2 separate regions of the Gossypium hirsutum genome follow, and region 2 is linked to region 1. The links are chromatin contacts, called in public Hi-C maps. All regions are on one chromosome and are shown on one strand. Each heading gives the region's core, a stretch centred on a gene start, on an enhancer-like site or on the middle of the called end of the contact. The rest is flanking DNA. Distances are from core to core; before and after follow the strand shown.

What was found. A called contact is a pair of places that touch in the nucleus more often than the background predicts.
Region 2: a Hi-C map of leaf shows a contact between it and region 1, with 4 times the contacts expected there. The contact joins the enhancer-like site here to the promoter of LOC107904894 in region 1. A contact is called at or near these places in 4 of 34 Hi-C or Micro-C datasets (callus, hypocotyl and leaf).

What each region holds. Positions count from the first base shown.
Region 1 is chrD05:27,351,362-27,355,946 of Gossypium_hirsutum_v2.1, forward strand. It overlaps LOC107904894 (transcription factor IIIA), which reads right to left and starts at 2,813. Exons shown (of 6, transcript XM_016831409.2): 1 at 2,582-2,813; 2 at 2,358-2,483; 3 at 1,304-1,592; 4 at 849-1,048; 5 at 561-704; 6 at 38-452. The coding sequence starts at 2,704. The coding sequence ends at 297.
Region 2 is chrD05:27,436,872-27,441,741 of Gossypium_hirsutum_v2.1, forward strand. No RefSeq gene overlaps it. Among protein-coding and RNA genes, the nearest start is that of LOC107904889, 19 kb to the right of the region's middle. Within about 2 kb of position 2,745, at least 5 of the 9 cell types and tissues checked have an H3K27ac peak or open chromatin away from gene starts, as enhancers often do. A contact at or near this core is called in hypocotyl and leaf, where this site is marked.

The sequences.
Region 1 (4,585 bases), core at 1,563-4,062:
CTTACAAGAATAACAACTATAATCTTACAAGAATAAATATAGAACCCACTATATTATTAATATACATCCCATTCATTACAAAGTTTTCCTATTGAAGAAAACGGCATGTAGCAATTCCAAAAAAAAAAAAAAAAAGGCTTACATCAACTAATAAAAAATTAAGAATACTTACACCTACCGCTACAAGGATAGGTTGAGATAGCAGATACAAGAAAAGTTCAATACAGCTATGGTTTCCACAGCACGTTGTTCAACTCAAGTACCAAACTACTCAGAGGTTACTCATCCTATCCACATTACGAACAAGCAGGAGCTGGCCCCAGATCCATCGTTGCATCCATTTGTGGTGGAGTTACTCTTTTTCGAACAAGCATTTCCACAGTGGGGCATGTTCTCTTCAGCCCGCCCCTTGGCTTTGAGCGGAACTGCTCATCAGTCTCCAGGAAGTTGCCCTGCACAAGAAACAGTTCAAAAACCATAAAACTTTGTTTAACATGAAAAATAGCAACACAAGACGAAAACCTACAATAGAATTGAGCCATTGATAACAAATAACTTACAGGAGTATAAACGTGGCACCCTGATTTCTCATGGTTGTCTCTAACATGCTTGTATGAAAATCTCATACCACAACCAAAGAAACTACATGCAAAAGGCTTGAGTTCTTCATGCACAGCCTTGACATGCAGGCTAAGATTTGATTTCTGTAAAAGAATATTTCAACATGTCAGTGAAGAAGAAAAATGTAATTGATCAAAAAATGATTGTAGTATGAATACTCGATTAGTCCAAAAATTTCACATTCAACTTCTTATGTGTAAATTAATCCAAGGTTCACAACATCTTACATTTGAAAATGTATGAAGACAACCCTCAAAATTACACTTAATTCTCTCTGATTCAACCCCTCCTGGTTCATGTGATCGGAGGTGTCTCTTGATGTTCTTTTTCAGCTGCTTTGCTCCACATATTTGACAGTTAATATATGCATGGCTAGATAGCACATGAGCCTTAAGGCATTGCTCGTTAGTAAAATACTTCATGCAACCTGGTTCAGAACAGAAGGCTTCCACTGAATCCAGCTTAACTATAACAATTAAGGCATTCATCAGACAACATGTTGACTACTACAATTCAATCAAAGAGTGCATGCCTGTTTTCTTTTTCTTTTTCTTTTTTAAAAATAAGGAATATAAGATTAAAATGAATTAAGATATTATATTATGAATGCCACTCAGTTTTAGAAACATGAAATAAGACACTTTGCTACAAATTTGAAATCTGTAAACGAAAAGAAACTTGCCATGAGAATCCTCGTGCTTTTTAAGCTTTGACTTAAATTCGAACACCTTTCCACATCCTACTTCTTGGCAGACATATTGCTTCTGACTTCCAGCATCCAAGTCAGATGACTCTTCATCATGAAACTCTTTTAAATGCCTTTTCATATTGCCTTGAAATGCAAATTCTCTATTGCAATTCTCAATCAGACACTTAAAGAGTTTTCCTTGGTGCTGAAGAAGGTGGCGAGTCAAGTGGTCTTTCCTCCTGTAGCTAGCATGACAATCTTCAACCAAACAAACAAATGGCCTCTGTAACAAAAGAAAGATTATTAGAATTACTAGTACATAGCAACCAATATTGATGCATGCATGCACATTAACAAGTCTTCAAACCTCAAAAGTATACCACACCGCGTGATTGAGGCTCACTTGATGGAGCTTCTCAGGAGGTCTCCCAACCTGATACTGGTCCATTCAAGTTACAACAATTTAGCCTCTCGCATTTTGGAGTTCTTTTTGTGGGATCCAATGCTTCACGCTATAACATCCATTGGTTACATTATAAAATGAATTGGCTCCTGCAAAAAAAGTATGTCATAAATCATAAGTGGTAATCTATGTTACACAGGCTCTTCAATTTCACTATTGCAACCTTGTCTTGCATAGCATGAAGGTATGATCCTCCAAATATATAAATAAACTTAAAACAATTGAGCTTATCCATATCAAACATATACTCGTATCCTACACTCAAACAGGTAAGAGAGGTGGTAATAAGATACAAGACATCATGATACAGAGATAGGTTGTTTAGTCACTTATCATATGATTGTTTAAAATTGCTATAAAATTAAGGCAAATAAAACAAATACCAAAATCATGTTAAACCGTGAAGTTGGTTTATGAGTAAGCCAAATCTTCAAAAACTATCATTCTTCTATATATCTAAATATGGCAGATAGCAAAGAATCAACTAAGATTAAGTTAACAAAGTATTAGTTATTGGGCAATCAAAAGGATTATTAAAAAAAAAAAACTTTTTGACCGTGAAACTAATTACAAGTTAAAAAGTACCTCAAGCGAGTGGCTTTGCAAGTGTTGCTTCAAATAAGCAGGCTTCTTGAAAGAAGCACCGCACTCTTCACATGTATTTGACGATGAAGCTCCCTCTTCTTCCTTTCCCCCTTTGTTTACTTCGTCCTGAACCAAACCCACAGTTCAAAACAAAAATAAATCTTCAGAATTAAAGCCAATTTGAATTGAAAAGGGAAAAGAAAGAAGAAGCCATTGGCAGGTACCGTATGATGAGTGAGAATGTGGGAGTTGATGAGAGACTTCTTAGATCTGCAGATTCCACAAAATTCGCAGTAATAACGCCTTATGTCTTTGAAGATGGCTCCTCCTACTTTTTCTTCTTCCATTTTTAATGGATTTTCGCGGAGACTGGTTGTTAAGGACAGCAAACAGGCGCGCCGCTCTGGAAATCCTACGCTGGAGACACAAGATGTTCATATATAGCCTAATTACCCAAGTATTTGCCTTGGAAGGTAATGTTTTAATAGACAGGATTGGGCCTTGGCCCATCCAATTTTGTTGAAAATATTGAATTTCTAAATGCTTTTGTTTTAATAAAAAGTACTTAATATATAAAAATTTAACAATATTTGTAATTGTTCAATAAAATTGCATTAATACTAAATTTTGTACTACAATTTAAATGTAAAATATAAAATATAAAATGAAATGTTCATTTATAGTTATTTTTTATTAACATGATAGTCACGTGTACTAAATAAAATGGATTAATAAAATAAATGTAATAAAAAATAAAAAAAATAAGTAAATAATAGAATAAAATAATATGCTAATTAAGTTTCAAAAGTATGGATGATTTTTCGGAAAAAAGAAGTATAAATAGTTTTATAAATAGAAAACTCTTGAAAAATGAAAATAGATTGGTGAACTAAGATTAAAGCTATGTAATGTTTAAAAAAGTTAAAAAAAATTTCAAAATTCAAAATATTTAGTATAAACATTATTTATTAAAACAAAAAAAATAAGGAAAAAAATAGAAAAGTTTAAAAACACAAAAAAAATGTATAAAAGTAATTCATATTACAAATTTTATAAAATACTTAAGAATAAAAAAAATTTAATTCAAAATGTACACTAGATTGAGAATCATGTGGTATATATAAAGCATATTATAGTAGAAGTATTATGAATTTCTTCAATACTCTAGTCCATTTTTAAATTTGATAAATTGAAATTCTTTTTCACAACAATGTATGGTATCCCGAATGGTATGAGACGAAGACTATTATGGGAGAGATTAAGTTGTGCTGCTCATCAGTCAACGATAGTATGGATCATACTTGGAGATTTTAATGCTTTATTACACGAGAATGAGACACAGGGTGGTTCCGGAAGTTGAGCTGCAAGCTTTTAAGAATTTTGTGTTTAATAATAACCTGAAGGATCTTGGTTTCACAGGACCCAAATTTACAAGGAGTGGAGGGTCCCCTATGAACGTCTTGATAAAGTATAACGTAATTTGGCTTGGGAACTACTGGAGCCTATGTTGATAATGTATCATCTGCCAAGAATAAAGCCAAATCATAGACCTCTGTTACTGAAGACTCTAAATCATAGCAGAGACACTAAAGTTAAACCATTTCACTACTTCTCCGGATGGCTTTCACATATTGGTTTCAATGAGCAAGTTTAGGCAAATTGGGACAATCACAAAGCTTTGTCAAACACGATAAAGCACTTTGCAGCTGCTGTGACAGTGGAACTCACAAGTGTTTGGGAGCATTCGGTTCAAGAAACAGAAGTTGATAGCGAAACTTCAGAGTGTATAAGCAGCACTCAAGAGGCATCACTCTTGTAAGCTAGAAAAGGTGGATCGAGACTTGAATATTGAGTTGGAGACTGCTCTTGATCAAGAAGAGCTATTGTGGTGACAAAAATCTCGGATGGACTGGTATGGAAAAGATGACTGTAATACTAGATTCTTCCATAGTAAAGCTCTTTGTAGAAGACGGAAGGACCAAATTAGAGCTCTTTTCTTTGAAGATACATTATGGTGCTTCGAGGGAAATAAGTTGGAAGTTAAAGCAATTAGCTATTATTATGGAGTTTTCCCTTTAAATGTTGATATGACAATGGAAGAGATCAAAAAAGCTCTCTTTGACGTGTGACCTCTTAAAGCCTAGTGGAAAATGGATTACATGCTCAGTTCTATCAGAAATAATGAGATGTGGTTGGGCAATCAGTTTGCAGCTTGATACCGGGAGTTT
Region 2 (4,870 bases), core at 1,495-3,994, 85 kb after region 1:
ACTCACCGTATTTGGGGTCAATGAAAAAGTATTTCCCATTGGTTGGTTTACCATCGGGTAATTTAAAACATTTGATCCAAGTGGTTGGTTTACCCTTGGACAGGACACATAATATCCTTGGTTAGGATAAAATGGTATCTGTGCAGGTACAAATCCTTTTTTGGAGTTTGATTCTGCTTTCCATTTGTTGGGCTTTTTGTGAACGGTTGTCCATTCACCGACTATTTCTTTTAGAGGCTGTTTACCTCTATCCATGAGGCCTGCTCAAAAAATCAGCAAATATTAGTAATAAACTACTAATTAATTTTAATATGTGTAAAATTTTTATTACACACAATTTTATTATTTTCTTCAATTGGAATTTCTATAAAATCATCTTTTACTGATAACCAAATAGAATTTTTATCTATAGTAAAAGGTAAATATTTACATATAAAATTATTTCCTAATAATATGTCTCCTTTCATGTTAGGAAAACATACAATTTTAGGAATCACAAATCTAACATTGTTTATGTAGATTGGTAAATTTTTAACTTTATAATGTATAATAGTTTTACTACCGTCTATTCCTATTATTTTTATAGGTTTTTTCATTAATTCCCATTTTTCTATAGGAATTGCATTTCTTCTGCAACTACAGATTGTAGCTCCAGTATCAATAAAAGCATTTAGAGAATATTTTTTATATTTTCTAAATTGAAATGTGATTTTGATATTTATTCCAACTTTTGACTTTTTATCAATTGTTGAAGTTTGAATTTCTTCCATTCTAGTTTTTATAGAATTATTACTAGGATCAGTAGGAAATATAAGAATTTGAACAGTTTTAATTCCTATTGGTGTACTGTTTGTACTAATATTATCCTCTTCTTCATCTGGTTGAGAACTAGAGGGTAAAACTAAATTTTTATTTGTATTTGTTATACAATTATTTTTAAAATACAATTTATTGCCTGATGACATATATCCTGTAGTACTAACTGGTTTAGAAGTACTAGAACTATTAATTTTTTCCATCATCCAATCTCTTGGAATTGACAGATCTTTTAATCATTGACTCTAGGTTGGTTGGTCTCTTCTAAACCTAATTAATTTTGAATTAAAATATTAATTAATTAGATATAAATAGATTTACTTTTTTACTTTAAATAAAAACAAATTGAAATAATGAAAATAAAATAATAAACTAAATACATTTGTTTCACAAAATAACTTGGTAGTTTCGACCACCACATATGTGTTTCAATATGAGTTTTAGCACTTAGCTCCAATTAAACGGGAAGTTGAATTGAGTTAAAGAAAAGGGCTTCCTGTTTTGTACGATAGGAACTGAAGAAAATGAAGAGCGAAAGTTTTTGTATTTATTTCCTTTGGGCTCATAATTTTCAAACCCATTTATTTATTTCAAAAAGTGTTCTACACTTTCCATCTTTGATTTAACATCATATTGATCCAATCCCCACCACATCAACCTCTACTTTCTTTTCTTTTCTCTAAACAATATACAACGAATAACAATTGAATTAATTCCAAACAAAAACAATAAATATTTTTTATTTACTTTAATATGGGAACTTAAAATGATCCAATTGAGAATAAAGGTCAAATCTACAATTATACGCATAGTACAAGACTAATGATTGAATTTAATTAAATAAATTTGAATATTACTGTTTGGAATAAGACTAAAAAAATTAATTTGAAAATTAAAAAGAAACAATTAATCAAATTTAGTACAGCCTCTAAATTTACAACTTCTGTAAAAAAATACAGATTAATAGCAAAAATTAACCTTCATTGCATATTTAACAAAAATTAAATAAAGATTTTCTTTATAACATCATTTAGTTGTTTGATTAATATAGTGCTAAACGATGTTATAAAGAAAATCTTTGATCATAAAAAGATAAAATAGCAAGACATAAATTCTTAATTAGACGTTAGGGTATGTTTTGGTGAGAGGTTTGAGAAGAAGATTGTATAAAACTGTGATTTCATAATAATTTTATTCATTTTTAATAGAAAAAATGATAAATTAGATTTTTCCTTTTTCCTTTTAGTATTTTTAGTTGGATTTGAATTTTGTCAAGAGAAAAAAGCTGAAAGCTAGGAGAAAAAAATTTAATTTGTCATTCTTTTATTAGAAAGTGACAGAAATAACGTGAAATCACTGTTTCATACAATTCTTAGCCAAGGTTTGGTGGAGTAATTTTAAACTTTATTTGGCTTTCCAATTTTTTTTAAATATTTTAGTTTTTAATTTAAATTTTCATCTTTTCTAATTTTAAATTTGTGTTTTTGTCAAACCATCTCAAAATAGATGGAAATTTTAATATTATCACATGGATAAAAACTTAAAAATATGATTTAAAAAAAGAGAGTAAAATATCTATCGTTGCTCATAAATATTTTGTAAAAAAATAAACGATGGGTAGCAGGTGAAGGCATGAAGAAGATGTGGCCAATGAACTATATGAGGGATCACCCCATCTTCTCTTGCTAACATTCTCTGCAGAGCTTGGTTTACCTGTACCACACTAAAATTACATGCATTATAGCTTCTAGGTTTTTGAGGCACTTGTCAAAAGTACCTCTATAAGCTGCTAGGTGGTATTCTGCACTTTTGAGCCCCCAAGAAAATGTAGTATATTTTTATATATCTACAACAAATTCAAGTTATAGCCGCGTTGTAAAGCGAAAATGCCACCATGGTCCAGCTTTGCGGTTTTGGGCCACCCAATTTCGACTCGAGATACCTTTATTGATCCCATCTGATTTGAAATCCTCGAAAATGTATGTTACTTCCTACATTATTTAAAGAAATGGATTGTTTTTGTTCACTAGGCAAAAGAGCACCCTTTTTCTTTTTGACATATCATGTTTTTTGGTTGAATGGTGACGTTCTCATTTTTTTCATTTTTGGGAGAGGATTCCAACCGAGACACCCACATTTAATCATTTGATCAACAAAAATGACATATCAAAGAAAAGTATATTTTGTATTAAATGTATTTCAAAAGGCGGGTTTTACAAGGCACTTTTGCCCATGTTGTTCGGTCAGCAAAAACAATCAATTTATCCGTTATTTTTTAAAATAGATAACCATTAATTTTGTCAATATTATATATAAGGGCATTTTCATAATTTTATTATGAGCATGCGAATTTTTTAATTGACCCGCCTTGAAACCTGATTTCAAAGAAAAAGGTTGACCCTATTAGATCAAATTAGATTGGGCCAAAACCCGTCGGGTTTAGAAATTTTTGTCATCCCTATATTTCACAAAGAAAATACACCAAAGGATACGAATGAAATTAAAAAAATTTGGTACACAGGTATTTTTAATTCCACAAGTAAATTTAAAAAATTGTCAGGTGTCTCTCATTTCTTTTATATATATTTATATTTATATTTATTTTTTTAAAAACATTTTACTATATCTTATAGAATACTTGTCATCACTTTAACCCTACTTATGGAATCTAAAAACTTCATGTTTGTGTATGTGTGTGAGGTTATGCAGGCTTTCAAATATTCCATTTGGATAGACGCTTTTGGTGAGATTAAAAATAATGTTGGTAGCGAGATTAATTATTGTAGTTGTGAAATTGGATACTGTAGTGGTGAGACCAAAATCAGTGGTTAAGTATGTATTTGGATTCAATTATAGCAGTGAATTGAATTATTGCAAGGAGAAAAAAAATGACCATTATAGACATTGGATTAAAAGATTAAAATATGTAGAATAAAAATTTTAATTTATTTTATTTTATAAACTTAAACATAATAAAAATTTATTACAATTATATTATGGTATATAATAATTAAAAATAAATTATATCAAATGATTTTTTATGTATTTATATTATTTGTTAAATTAATTAATTATAAATTAATTAGTATTAACCTTATAATAATTACATATTCATAAAATGCATAGAAAGTTAGAGTGCGCGTCAGTTGTCGCTTGGAGGTAAAGAAGTTTTTATAAAATCAATTTTACAAGCTATCCCAGTTGATACAATGCAATGTTTTTTTATTGCTTGTTACAGTATGTCATGAATTGGAAAGTATTATTAGTAAATTCTGGTGGAGAAATTCTAAAACAAGGAAGGGAATCCATTGGAGTGATTGGAGGGGGATGTGCAAGCCCAAGGCACAAGGAGGATTGGGGTTTAGGGATTTGAAAAAGTTCAACATAATGTTGCTTGCAAATCAAGGCTGGAGATTAATTATGAAACTGGATTGTTTGTTTGCTCGTGTCATGAAAGCAAAGTACTATCCAAAAAATAACTTTATGAGTGCTAGTTTAGGTTCTCACCCTTCATATTCTTGAATGAGCATTTGGGGTGCGAGGAGACTTCTAGAACTAGGCATGGGGTGGAGAGTTGGAAATGACAGATCAATAAATATTTGGAACAATGCTTGGTTACCAGGGCTTAGACATAGAAAAGTAACAGTTCAGAATATTGATATTAATTATACAACAATAGCATATTTTATTAATCTAGAGTTGGCTACTTGGAATTTGGAGGCCTTGAGAAAGCTTTTTGTTGAAGAGAAAGTAAACATAATATTGACTATCCCAGTTGTTGAAGTTGATCTTAGAGATAAGAGGGTGTGGAGGGGTGAAAATGCAAGTGTGCATTCAGTAAAAAGTGGATATAAGTGGCTGCTAAATGGGGATGCGACAAGATCACATAGGGAAGTGACACAACAATCTACACTATAACAGAATTTCTACAAAAAATTATGGAGATTACAAATTCCGAGCAAAATTAAAATTACAATATGGAAACTAGCTAATAATTACATTCCTACGTTTGACAATTTATAGTTGAGGAAGTTGTTGGTGATGAATTTTTGTC